2 separate regions of the Sus scrofa genome follow, and region 1 is linked to region 2. The links are chromatin contacts, called in public Hi-C maps. All regions are on one chromosome and are shown on one strand. The core of a region is the stretch at or near the end of the contact, and the rest is flanking DNA. Distances in the headings are between cores, read along the strand shown. Region 1 has its middle 12 kb from the start of CCDC65. Region 2 holds the start of CACNB3 (voltage-dependent L-type calcium channel subunit beta-3).

Region 1 (6,401 bases), core at 185-2,684, 60 kb after region 2:
GGCGGAGGGGAAGGAGGGAGGAGGCGGGGAAAGCCTCCTACCGAGAGGGCGGACCTGTCACCTTGAGAGGCTGTGGGTGTGGAATGAAAAAGCGGTAGGGTCCTCCAGTCAGCCCCTCTCAGAGTAAAAATAAGCCCTCACCAAGTGCTCAGCAGATAGCAACAATCTTGCAAAATAAGAATTATAATCCTTGCGGAGTTCCCGTTGTGGTGCAGCGGAAATGAATCTGACTGGGAACCATGAGGTTGAGGATTCGATCCCTGGCCTCGCTCAGTGGGTCAAGGATCCGGCGTTGCCGTGAGCTGTGGTGTAGGTCACAGACACAGCTCGGATCTGGCATTGCTGTGGCTGTGGCGTAGGACGGCAGCTGTAGCTCCAATTCGACCCTTAGCCTGGGAACTTCCATATGCCGTGGGTGCGGCCCTAAAAAGACAAAAAAAAAAAAAAAAAATTATAATCCTTGCTTTACAGATGAGGACTTCTGCACAGAGAGGTTAAGGAATTTGCCTAAATTCTACAGCTGGCAAGTGGCAGATCTAGGGACCTTTTTTTGAGCTCGCAAAGCCTTTTTGCAGATCTGGTGAAAGCCAAGCGGCCAGGAAAAAGGCTTGTAATGAGCTTATATACATCTTACACTCAATTTCAGGGGGGTTGAAGAGCCCCTAGTCCCATTCTTGATAAAGCAATTGGATAGTAGGGCCAGTGTTGAATTACGTCCCCCCTCCCCCACCTCCAATCCAACAGTCCAGTAAGCAAAGCAAAGAATATATGGGGAAGGAGATGGTTTCCACGGATTGCCTGTTCCCCACCCCGAACCCCTGCTATTCTGGGACCTGAGCTTTGTCCTGGCTGGTTTGAGAGGTCTCCCAAGCCTGCTCGGGTGTGAGGTGGGGAGAGGGCTGGCAGGTGTGAGGGGATGGGCCGGGAAAGCTATAATGGGCTCTGTGGAGAAGCCCGAATTGTGCTCTATTAAAGGACAATGCTTTTCCCTCACCCCTCAGGGTATCCTTTTTCGGGGAGAGATTTGGAACTGCCCAGACTAGAAGAGATGAAGGCCTCCTCCCTTAATTAAATGCCCAGGGGTTGCTATGGAAACCAGAGCTTCCAAATCCTGGCCAGACAATGGGGAGAGGAGCAGCCTCCAGCCTAGACCAGTGAAGCTTCAGGGGCCTCGCAGGGGCTGGAGTGGGGGCCAGAGGGTGAGAAAAAGGGGGTGCCAATCAAGAAGTTCAGCCTCCCCTCTCCCTGGAACTGTGGGAAGGGGCCTCTCAGAACCAAGGGGTCTTGCCCAAGACAGGGGGGCATCGCTCCCGGAGAGAGGAAGGGAGTGGGGCCGGGTAGCTGGAGCCAGGCACGGCCCAGAACTGAACACCTCCTTTGTTCCCAGAGGAGAAAGCCAGCCAAGTTGGTAAACAAAGAGAAGAGGCCAGAGGGCAGACAGCGAAGCGATAAGGGACTGCGCAGAGCTGAGTAATGGAGCCTGAGAGACCGAGGGGGATCTCCTGTGTCTCACTGACAGGCAGAACGGGGGCATATATTGTCACAGTCAGCAGAGCCACAGACACTCCCCTCTACAGAAAAGTATGCACTGGGGCACCTGTCTTTGGGGACACTCAGCCCCGCCAAGCCATGGTCCCCTAGCTCCCCTCTGGAGCCACCTTTTCACCTCCAGCCTTTGGGCTGTGTCTTCAGGGAAGGTAGGGGACCGGGCTCTGGAATCTGCTCGGGCTCCCGCATGGGTGGGGAGCTGCATATTGGGGTCAGGAGCTTCAAAGGTCGTGAATCTGGCCCAGGGGAAAGACCCACATTTTGAAAACGTTACAATCCCTACCTTCCTCACTGCTCATGGTGCCAGGCAGCTCTGCAGGGAGAAGTGACTGTCTTCCTTTCCCAGAGAGATGAACCTGAGGGGAAGTTAGGAAAAGCCAGAAGCTTCACAGTCAGGAAGTGGCCAGGCTGGGAATTTTATTTTATTTTTTGTCTTTTTAGGGCTGCACCTGCAGCATACGGAGGTTCCCAGGCTAGGGGTTGAATTCAAGCTACAGCTGCTGGCCTACACCACAGCCGCAGCAACGCGGGATCCAAGCCGCATCTGCGATCTACACCCAGCTCACAGCAACGTCGGATCCTTAACCCACTGAGCAAGGCCAGGGATGGAATCCACAACCTCATTGTTCCTAGTCGGGTTCATTAACCACTGAGCCACGAGGGGAACTCCCAGACTGGGATCTGAACCCATGTTTGTCTGGTTCTAAAGCCTGTGTGCCTTCCCATTTTATTTTATTTATTTACTTCTTCATTTTTGTTTTTGTCTTTGTTTTAGGGCCGCACCCATGGCATATGGAAGTTCCCAGGCTAGGGGTCAAATCGGAGCTGCAGCTACTGCCCTATGTCACAGCCACAGCCACGCCAGATCTGAGCAGTGGATGCCCGACCCACCGAGTGAGGCCTGGGATGGAACCTACATCCTCATGGACACTAATCGGGTTCTTTACCACTGAGCCACAGCGGAAACTCCTGGCTTCCCACTTTAGACGCCTTTGCTTCAAAAACCTCCTGGAGGAGTTCCTGATGTTGCGCAGCGGAAACGAATCCAACTAGTATCTCTGAAGACAAGGCCTCGATCCCTGGCCTTGCTCAGTGGGTTAGGGATCATCTAGAGTTGTGTTGTGCTGCCGTGAGCTGTGGCGCAGGTCATAGACCTGGCTCGATCCCGCGTTGCTGTGGCTGTGGTGTAGGCCAGCAGCTGTAGCTCCCCTAGCCTGGGAACTTGCATATGCTGCGGATACGGCTCTGAAAAAAAAAAAAAAAAAAAAACTCTTGGAAACTTTTCTGAACAAGCCCACTCTGTTCTTGTCCCTTCACTCTCCCACTCGGTGTTACCTAAATACTTCTTAGAAGCAGCTCCCAATCTGCAAGCTAGTTTTCTAAAGAGTTTATATATAACTTGGTTGTTTGGAACCCAAACATTTTTTTTTTCCCCAGAGAAAAGGTATTAAATGGCTCTAGAAAGGCCACTTGACCCAGAATGCAGCTGACAATGGTACAACTGGTTCAGGACTAGCCTGAGGCCCCAGCTGTCATTTAAAGTGTTGTTCCTGGAGAAACATATCCCCAGTTATACTGGGGGGAAAGAAGTAGCGTTCTTTTCTCACTTTCTCCTCCATCATCCTGCGGGACCCATATCCTAGTCACTGAAGTGGCTGAGGAGGGGAGGTGATAATTCATAAATCAGGCTACATTCTGAGTGCTGACCAAAGGGGATGTTTCTGGAGAAAGGGGCCCAGGGTGAAGAAGCATTAAGAAACCAAACCTTGGAGTTCCCGTCATGGCGCAGTGGTTAAGGAATCCGACTAGGAACCATGAGGTTGCGGGTTCCATCCCTGCCCTTGCTCAGTGGGTTAATGATCTGGCGTTGCCGTGAGCTGTGGTGTAGGTTGCAGACGCGGCTCAGATCCCGCGTTGCTGTGGCTCTGGCGTAGGCCGGTGGCTACAGCTCCGATTCGACCCCTAGCCTGGGAACCTCCATATGCCGCGGGAGTGGCCCAAGAAATAGCAAAAAGACAAAAAAAAAAAAAAAAAAAAAGGAAGAAAGAAAGAAAGAAAGAAAGAAAGAAACCAAGCCTTCCAAAGCTGAAAGAAGGTTTGAGACTGGCAGGTCTGGGCAGGATGGCTGTAGCTCTGATTCAACCCCTAGCCTGGGGACTTCCATATGACATGAGTATGGCCCTAAAAAACAAAATGAAATGAAAAGAAAAGAAAAGAAAGAAGAGTTTGACTAAAATGTTGTGAGTGACTGGCTCCTCCCATTATCCTGGAACCTCCCAGGGAGCAGGCTTTCTTGTGCTCTAACAGTGTCCCAGGAACTGGAATGGGAGAATCCTTGCCTGTCTTATGTGGGAGGCCCAGGTTCAATTCTTTTTTTTTTTTTTTTTTTTGCTTTTTAGGGCCACATCTGTGGCATATGGAGGTTCCCAGGCTAGGGGTCTGATTGGAGTTGTAGCCGCCGTCCTACACCACAGCCACAGCAACTCAGGATCCTTAACCCACTGAGCAAGGCTAGGGATCAAACCTGCAACCTCATGGTTCCTAGTCAGATTCATTTCTGCTGCGCCACAATGGGAACTCCCTAAAATTTGTTAAAAGTGTTTAGGACAGGACCTGGCATGTACTAAGTACTCTATGAGTGTTTGTTGAATAAAATAAGTTACTGGCAATAAATCATTACAACATCTGCGTCCTTGTCTCATCCCCCCGTTCTTCCAGTTCAGCACCTAAGCCTGCAGCAGGGAGCCAGGGGCCAAGCTTTCCACTGTCGCTGCTCACCTGCTTTTCTTTTCTTGTCTTTTTGTCTTTTTACACCCACCCCCGAGGCATATGGTGGTTCCCAGGCTAGGTAGGGGTCGAATCAGAGCTACAGCTGCTGGCCTTTGCTACAGCCATAGCAACGCCAGATCTGAGCCACGCCTGTGACCTACACCACAGCTCACGGCAATGCCTTGGATCCTTAACCCACTGAGGAAGGCCAGGAATCGAACCCGCAACCTCATGGTTCCTAGTCAGATTCGTTTCCCCTGCGCCACGATGGGAACTCCAAACCAAGGGACACTTGTGATTCCTCGCTTTCCTTTTGTCCTCCAGCTGTTTTCAGAAGCAGAGGGTATCCTGCTTTACACTGAATGTATCACCGAGCCTCACATCTTGGGCCCTGGGCCTGATCCCCGAGACTGAGACTAAAGCTCCTCCCATATGCTCCCACACCGCCCACTCCCGTGTTGAACTTACACGTCACATCACAACCACCAGCTTTCTTGTCTGTGTCCTTGAGGGCAGCAGCTGTCTCGCTGCTTTCTGTTGCACCCCAGGGCCTATATGTGGCACTTATGCCTCTAGCCCCATTTCTCATGAGTTCTCTGCCTGGCATTTCCGAGCCAACCACAGGCCTGTCTGCGTCTCAGGTTTGCTGTTTTCTCTCCTCAGGGCCTTTATATGGACTTTTCACCCTGCTGATATGTTCTTCCGGAGTTCCCATCATGGCGCAGCGGAAACGAATCTGACTAGTACCCATGAGGACGCAGGTGCGACCCCTGGCCTCGATCAGTGGGTTAAGGATCTGGCATTGCCATCAGCTGTGGTGTAGGTCATAGACGCGGCTCGGATCGGGCATTTTTGTGGCTGTGGTGTAGGCCAGTGGCTACAGTTCCAATTCGACCCCTAGCCTGGGAACTTCCATATGCTGTGGGTGCTGCCCTAAAAAGCAAAAAAAAAAGTTGTTCCTCAGGTCTTTGCCTGGCCAGCTCCAGATACTTCTTCAGCTCTCAGCTTACCTGTCGCTTCCTCCAGGAAGCTTTCTGTAAAGGCCTTGGTCTAGATCCTGGTGGGACTCCCAGCACCTGAATTTCTCTTCACTGTATTTTAGGCATTTCTTTCTTGCTCTCTCTCCCCCTCTTTATTTATTTATTTATTTATTTATTTATTGTCTTTTTAGGACTGCATCCCTGGCAAATGGACATTCCCAGGCTCGGGGTCTAATCGGAGCTGTAGCCACCAGCCTATGCCACAGCCACAGCAATGTGGGATCCGAGCCACATCTGGGCCCTACTCCACAGCTCCCAGCAATGCAGGATCCTTAACCCACTGAGTGGGCCAGAGATGGAACCTGAGTCCTTATGGCTACTAGTTGGGGTCGTTAACCACTGAGCCAAAATGGGAACTCCCTCTCTCTTTCTTTCTTGGCTATCCTGTGGCATATGGAATTCCCATGCCAGGGATCATATCCAAGCTGCGGTTGTGACCTATGTTGCTGCTGCTGCTGTGCCAGATCCTTTAACCTGCTGTGCTGGGCGGGGGAATCGAACCCATGTTCTGGCACTGCAGAGATGCCACTGATCCTGTGTGCCACAGCGGGAATGCTGAGCATTTCTTTACTTACCTGTGTTGACAAGAATAACCAATAAACAATCTATAATAACAATAGAAAAAAGTTTTATTTGAACCAGAGTGAGGACTATAACCCAGAAGACAGCCTCTTAGATTATTGAGGGACTATTATGGTTTTCAGCACCCCATTTTATGTCTTATCAGAACAAAGAACATCAAACATGTCAGGGATACATTCCTTCTAGATTAAAATTAAAAAAAAAAAAAAAAGATTAGCATGTACTCAGTAAGTCAGTCTGGCCTTGGCACCTGGGAAGAGTCTTATCATAGAATAGAAAGAGCAGCAGCACTGGCGTCCCAGAAAGGGAGGCATTTAATCTTTATTTTTAACATGGACATTCTTTACTTCTGGTCAATGTGCCCTTTTCCTTAATAATTAAAGCAGATGTACAATGTATGTTTGATCACTATAAACCGACTGTTCTAATTAGCATAACATTCAAGTCAACTTATACATAGGC
Region 2 (6,294 bases), core at 1,181-3,680:
GACATCCAGGTTCAAGATTCCCCTTAGCAGGGTGCCCGGTACTGTGAAGTCAGGGCCAGAGATGGGGGGACCGAGGGGGGGGAGGTAAAGTGAGGCCCCATGTGGGTCCAGAGAAGAATATTTCCTGCCAGTTGTTTCATGCGGAGGGGGCTCAGAGAGGACAGCTCTGGGGCCTTGGGGGCTGGGCTCCCGGCTCCAGCTCTGAGGTTCCTACCTTCTCTCTGGGGCAGAAGAGAGAGGGGTGTGTGCTCCAGCAGCTGGAGTGGAAATGAGAAAAAGGAAGGAGGCAGAGCTGCCCCTCTGCACCCAGCTTCCCTCTGCTAGGCTCAGAGAGAAGTCATTGCTATTTCCATTTTAAAGAGGGGAGAAAAGACGGTGTTCTAGGCTGTCGATTCTTGAAGGGGGGGAGGGGGGAGGGAGAGGGAAGGGAGGGAGGGAGGGGGGAGAGGGAAGCCGGGGACAATTCCTTGCCCTGGCCGGCACCCCCACCCCCCACTTCTCCTATGGAAATTTAAGCTGCCCCAAGGCCCGAAGGAGCTAGTCCATTAGCCGTGGTCAGCGGGGGTGTAGGGAGGGGCCTTTCTGCCTCCAGGTCCTTGTGCCAATTGAAAGGCAAAGCTTCTGTTCGCTCTATTAGAGCCCAAATGAAACAACAAATAAAAACCTCCCTGCGCATGTTTATAACACACACACGAGGGCTTTATCTCCTCTGCAGAGCTGAAGCTGAGTAATTTGAGGGTAGGTGGGTGGTGGGGGATCCGCGGACTCGCTGGGTTAGAGCACAGAGACAGAGGAGAAGGTGCCCTCCCAAAGCACTTGCCAGGGGAAGCCCGAGGAGGAGTTGCGCGGGGCGGGGTGGGCGCGGGCGGGTGGAGTGAGCATCGACTTAGCTCCCTCTGGAAAAGGGGCAAGGGCAGGGTCCGCTGAACGGAGGGAGGGAAGCCTTCCAGGATGCCCAGGGGTGGGAGGGTTGGGGGGGGTGTTCCGGGAACCCCTAGGGGAAAGGAGTTAAAAGAAGGGCCAGGGAGGACAGTGGGACGCCCCCGGTCTGAAAGGGAAGAGTTCTGATGCCGAGGGGGATGTTGGGGACCCGTCATTTCGTTTCAGGGTGAGCCTGTCTCCGCAAGGGGGTCGGCTGATCCTCGCTCCAGCCGCGGTCTTTGGTATGGAGAAGAGTCCCAGCCTGGAGGTGTTTGGGGTGTGGAGGGACCAATGAGAAGCTGATCCGCTCAGAAGGGTGCAGGCAGAGGGCTGGCTGGGGCTACACCCCTTCCCCCGTCAGAACTTGGGCTTGTCCTATTTGACGTGCCCGCCGAAGGGGGCGGGAGGGGGTACTGACCCGAGGAACGGTCCCGCGACTCTGTACTCCCTGCTACCCAGGCCCGGCCGGGACGGTGTCAGGCTCAGCGGGGCGCCCCTGGAGCCGAGGATGGAGGTAGGAGGGGTCTAGGGCCCCCGAAGGGCCAAAGATCTTAAAGGAACCCCACGGGGATGGGAATCAAGTGCAGCCTGGAGTGCAGGGGGCCTGGAGGTGGGAGCGAAGGTCCTGGAAAGAGGAGTGGGAGAGGGGTTCGTCCTAGGCTTCGGCGGAGGTCTGGCTCCGAGTTGCGTCGCCTCCGCTCTGGCCAGGGCAGCGCCTCCTGCTGGCAGGGCCAGACCCCTGCCGGGCAACAAATGGGACCCCGGGACAGGGGCCGCCAACGGGAGGGTTGGTGCGGCCGCCAGCGAGTGAGCCCAGGGGGCGCTGCGGCGGGTCGGGGAGGAGGAGCACCTTGCCTCGGCGGGCCTCGTCTCGCCCGTGGCCTCTGCAGGCCGAGCCCCGCGGCCCCAGGACCCTGGAGAGGGGAGTGACAGTAGACAGTCCCCAGGCGCCGGGGGCATCCCAATTCAATCCTGAAGGAGCCACCGGGTCTGGGCCTGGGACGGGTGGACGGACGTGGCTCCCCCAGGACCCAGAGGGGGCGCTGGACACCGGGGCAAGCGAGCTATGCACGAGCATCCATCCTTGTCGATCCATGCCTCTGCTGAGGATGCGTCGAAGCCGTCGCTGGGACCGCGGCGCCTTTCTTCCTCCGGCGCTGGAGGATGGGCTCCGGGCGCAGGGAGCAGGGGCCGGGAGGGAGCGGAACCTCCGCCTCGGCTCCGGAGTCCCCGCAGCCGTTTAGCTGCTCCCGCCCTTCTGCCTGCGGCTGTAGGAGCTCCCGAGTCCCTACCTTTTCTGGGGAGGGGTTTGAGGAAGAAGCCGGGGTGGGGGTGTCGGAGAAGGACGGCGAGATATCGGATGGAAGGACAGTGGGAGGCACCCAGATAAACAGAACAGAGACTGTAGAAGGAGAAGAGACGGAAATGGAGAGAGAAGGACCGAAAGGCGACAGGGGAGGGAGTGACAGAGGCGGCGAGAAAGGAGGAGAGAGGGAGGGAGGGAGGGAGGGTGGGAAGGAGGGAGGAGGGAAAGGGGAGGGAACCTGGAGAGAGGGAAGAGAGCAGGCGTTGGAGCCGGGCGGGCGTGGGGCGAGGCCAGCGTGCAGGCGGGAGCCAGTGTGCAGAGCAGCGGCCGGGTCCTGCTCCCGCCTCGGAGCCCCTGGCCCGGGGAGGGGGAGAGGCCGCCAGCCCGGTCTATGTCTTTTTCTGACTCCAGTGCAACCTTCCTGCTGAATGAGGTAAACGCGGGGGCCCCGACCCCAGTGGGTAGCAGGAGAGCCCCACTCCCAGCTAGGAAGAGGGCCCGCACGAGGGGGAGACTGCAGGGATGGTGGGGAGGGAGGGAGGGCCAGTAGGTGAGGCTAAGGGTAGAAGGAGGGAGCAGGAAAGGAGGGATCCGCCAGGGCCAGAGCTGGCAGCTTCTAACCACTGGGACTGGGATGGGATGGGTGGACTGCCTGGGGAGCCAGAAAAGGGGCTAGATATGAGGATGGGGGCGGGGGTGGGGTGCCTCTGCTGCAAGCTCCCCTGGTGCCCCTCCCTGGGTTCCCTGGAGCAGCCAGCAGCTAGAATGCTAGAGGCTTTGGCTTTGTCCAGATCTTAAAGACTGCTGGGGAGGACTTCCAAGGGGCCCTAGATCCTGCCTCAGTTTCCCCATTCAGTGTTCAGGGATTGGGATCTGCCCAGCTTCCTGGTGTGCTTATAGGAGAAACTAGAATGTATTCTAGAGGCTCTCAAGAATTCCAACTCCCAAACCTGGTTGTTCGGGCTCTCCCACCCCCATGTCCTGCTTCCATGCCTGGGTACCTGCCTGCTGCCAGTCTAAGGACTCTCAAAGAAAGAGGACAGAAGAAATCCGCTCCTTGAATACTTTTTACCCCCTCACCTCAGCTCGCTCTCGCGCGCGCTCTCTCTCTCTCTCTCTCTCTCTCTCTCTCTCTCTGTGCTCAGCCAGGGAAAAGAAAAGGGGTTAGGGACCACATGGATAAGAGACAGGCATATGTCGTGTTACAGGACAGGAGTCACTAGGCTGGCATGAGAACTAGAGCAGGCAGGTGTCGGTGAGGTATGAACTGGAAGGGGGCAGTGAGTAGCAAATCAGAGAGAAGGGAACAGGGAGAGAGGCTCTGAAGCTCCCCGTAGGACCCAGGGGATTGGACGCAGGTATGAGGAACGTGAACACATCTCCTGGGGGTGGTTGGCATGGCAATTCCTGCTTCTTTGTGGGCAGACTTCGACACCACTGTCCCAGATGAGGATGGAGACAACAAGGTGTGGGAGGAAGGAGGGAGGTTGATGGTAGATCCACTGTTACCTACGGTCCCGAGGACACTCTGGTGGTGGGGAGAGTCCCAAAAGGAGAGGCTAGGAGAGTACACTCAGGGCTGGGGAGAGAAGCGGATGCCCGAGAAGCTGTCTTCTTCATCGGAGTCATCTCCCAGGAGAGAGCACCTTGAGGGTCTTACTCTTTTACATTTCATGCCTCCCTTTGCCCCTCTGGAAGGACAGAAGGGATTGAAGAGACAGAATAAAAGAGGAGATAAATACCAAGGAACTGGGAGAGGGCACAAAGTGAGAAGACAGTGTCTGGGAAGAATCCAACAGAAAACCAGCCCCCAAATGGTGCTGGACTCAGGAGAAGGACCTGGGAAAGCAGACTGCCCCCCTCCCCCCAACAGGGAGCCATGGGGGCTCTAACAAAGTTGTTTGCCAAATCCAGCAGGAGGAAGATGCTGGGCAGGGCTGGACTGCACCACTTACAGGGTGTGGACAGACTAAAGCAGACTAAAGATGTCTTAAGATGAGGCTCCTCTTTTTCTTGCTAAGGGAACGTGAACAAGTGACATAGTGAGAAGCCAGTTGGGGCTTCTTTTTTTGGGGGGCGGGGTCTTCCTCTCTCGCGAAGGCACAATGCTTCCCATCATGGGTCTCATCAACCCTGTCAGAGTTTTGGTTTTCTAATTCCCCGGTAGCCCAGGAAGGTGAAGGCGTGAGCAGATTTCTGATTCACCCCCCTGGGTGTGAGACAGTGGAAAAGGAGAAGGACTGAGCTTCTGAAGCTTTCTAGTAATCTTCCCTGGCGCATCCCTGGGGGTGAGGATGGGGTGGAGGAGAGTAGGTAGGCAATCAAAATTCAAGGGGATAATTTTGTTCAGGAGATAAAAAAAAAAAAAAAAACAGGAAGGAACTCAAATGGGTGGAACTTTGAGGAAGTTTCCTGAAGATAAGGACTGCTGCTCAGTTCTAACCTCAAATCTTAGTGCCCTTTTGAAGGCGACTGCCTGGTTAAGCGGCTCCAAGCAGGATACTGGCCATCCCACCCCACCTCCATCCTCTTGCCAAGGAGGGGATCTGGCCTCACACTAGTGACTCTGAAGGGGGAAACGTGCCCCGGACCCCACCTTCCGCCCCAGCCCCAGCCATCCCCTTACCTCTGCTCTCAGGTTTCTTCCCTCTCCCTTTAGGCTCGCCTAAAACAGCCCCTCCCTACCCCAGTTCCCACGGATGCCTTGGCAACGCCCCGCACAGCCCTTGGCAGGGAAGTGAGGAAGGGAACCCCCATCCTGGCCAGACGAGGATGAGATCTGCCCGCGCAACAGGTGTGGGGCGGCGGGACCCCAAACCTCCCCCTTCGCACCGCTTGGGCATCGAGGCCCTTTGCTGCCAAAGTCCCAACACGGAGAGGGCCGAGCGCCTGGGGTGGGGAAAGGCTACTTTCTTGCCACGGCCTGGGGTCGCTAAGCCCATTCCTTCCCGGTGCCACTGCTGGGTTTGCTTTTGGAGTCTCCCGGGCCGCCAGGGCCCAGACACACCGCCCTCTCACCTGCCGCCCCTCCCCCGCCCGCCGCCCGCCCCCGCCCCGCCTCCTCCGTCTCCCTCCGTCTCCCTCCGTCTCCCCAGGCTCCTGCCTCCCCACTTCCTCCCTGTGCCTCTCCTCCTCCCTTCTCCGTTTCCCACCGCCCGGTAGCCGGCGCCCTCTCCTTTCTCGCCGGGGTCTCGGCTTCCCTGCCGTCTCGGCGCAGCCTCCCCTCCCCCGCCCCAGCCCTTTGTTTCCCGGCGGAGTATTTCCTGGGTTGCCGAGCGTCTCTGTCTCCGCATCTCTCCTCGCCCCGCCTCCTGCAAGGCTGGATCCGCCCCGCCCGCAGTCTCTCCTCCCCTTCCTCCCTGCCGCCCCTCTGCCCCGCAAGTGCTAGGGGACCCACCTTCTGGCCAGCTCCTGCGGGCAACCCTCTGCCCGCCGGCTCTCGGGCTCCCCAGTGGCCGGCGCCCCCCGCCGCCACCCCCGCCCGCTCCCAGGGAGGGGGGGTCAGGTGGGCGGGCACTATTGTTGTAGGAGCCGGCGCCAGATTCCTCGGCGGCGCTCGGGGTGGGATCGGCAGGGTTTGGGGGGGTGGGGTGGGGGGAAGCGGTGATTTGAGCTCGGAGCAGCTGGTCTTCGCGGCTCGCTCCCTCCTGCGTGCTCCCGCTCTCCTCCGCCGCCGCCCGCAGGGCTGCGGGGCTCGGTGGCATCTCCCGGGCGCGGCCCGCTGTCCTCACCCCTGCCTCCGGGCCGCTCCCGCCCCCGGCGCCGCTCCTTCCCCCCCCATCCGGACTCCCCCATGTATGACGACTCCTACGTGCCCGGGTTTGAGGACTCGGAGGCGGTGAGTGCCTACGGGGAGGGTGGGGGTGGGGAAGTTGGGGTGACACCTTCTCTCTCTTGGACCCTTCCCCCAGTTCAGGACTTTGGGAAAAAAAAAAAAAAACCCGCTTCTGTGGCGGGGCAGGGCGTGGGGGGGGGCGCTCCAGGAAAGTGGGGAGATGGGTTTTCATGCCAGAGGCTCCCAGTGCTCCTGTCCTAGAGCAAGGGGCGTCGGGTGTGTGCAGAGAGGG

Evidence for each region. Hi-C and Micro-C count contacts between places; a contact is called where the count stands out from the background.
Region 1: a Hi-C map of liver shows a contact between it and region 2, with 2.3 times the contacts expected there. The contact joins the enhancer-like site here to the promoter of CACNB3 in region 2. A contact is called at or near these places in 5 of 47 Hi-C or Micro-C datasets (embryonic fibroblasts, epiblast stem cells, heart right ventricle and 2 more).

Annotation. Positions count from the first base shown.
Region 1 is chr5:14,934,492-14,940,892 of Sscrofa11.1, forward strand. No RefSeq gene overlaps it. Among named protein-coding and RNA genes, the nearest start is that of CCDC65, 12 kb to the right of the region's middle. Within about 2 kb of position 1,435, at least 31 of the 83 cell types and tissues checked have an H3K27ac peak or open chromatin away from gene starts, as enhancers often do. A contact at or near this core is called in epiblast stem cells and liver, where this site is marked.
Region 2 is chr5:14,873,094-14,879,387 of Sscrofa11.1, forward strand. It overlaps CACNB3 (voltage-dependent L-type calcium channel subunit beta-3), which reads left to right and starts at 2,431. Exons shown (of 13, transcript XM_021091589.1): 1 at 2,431-2,660. The coding sequence starts at 2,619.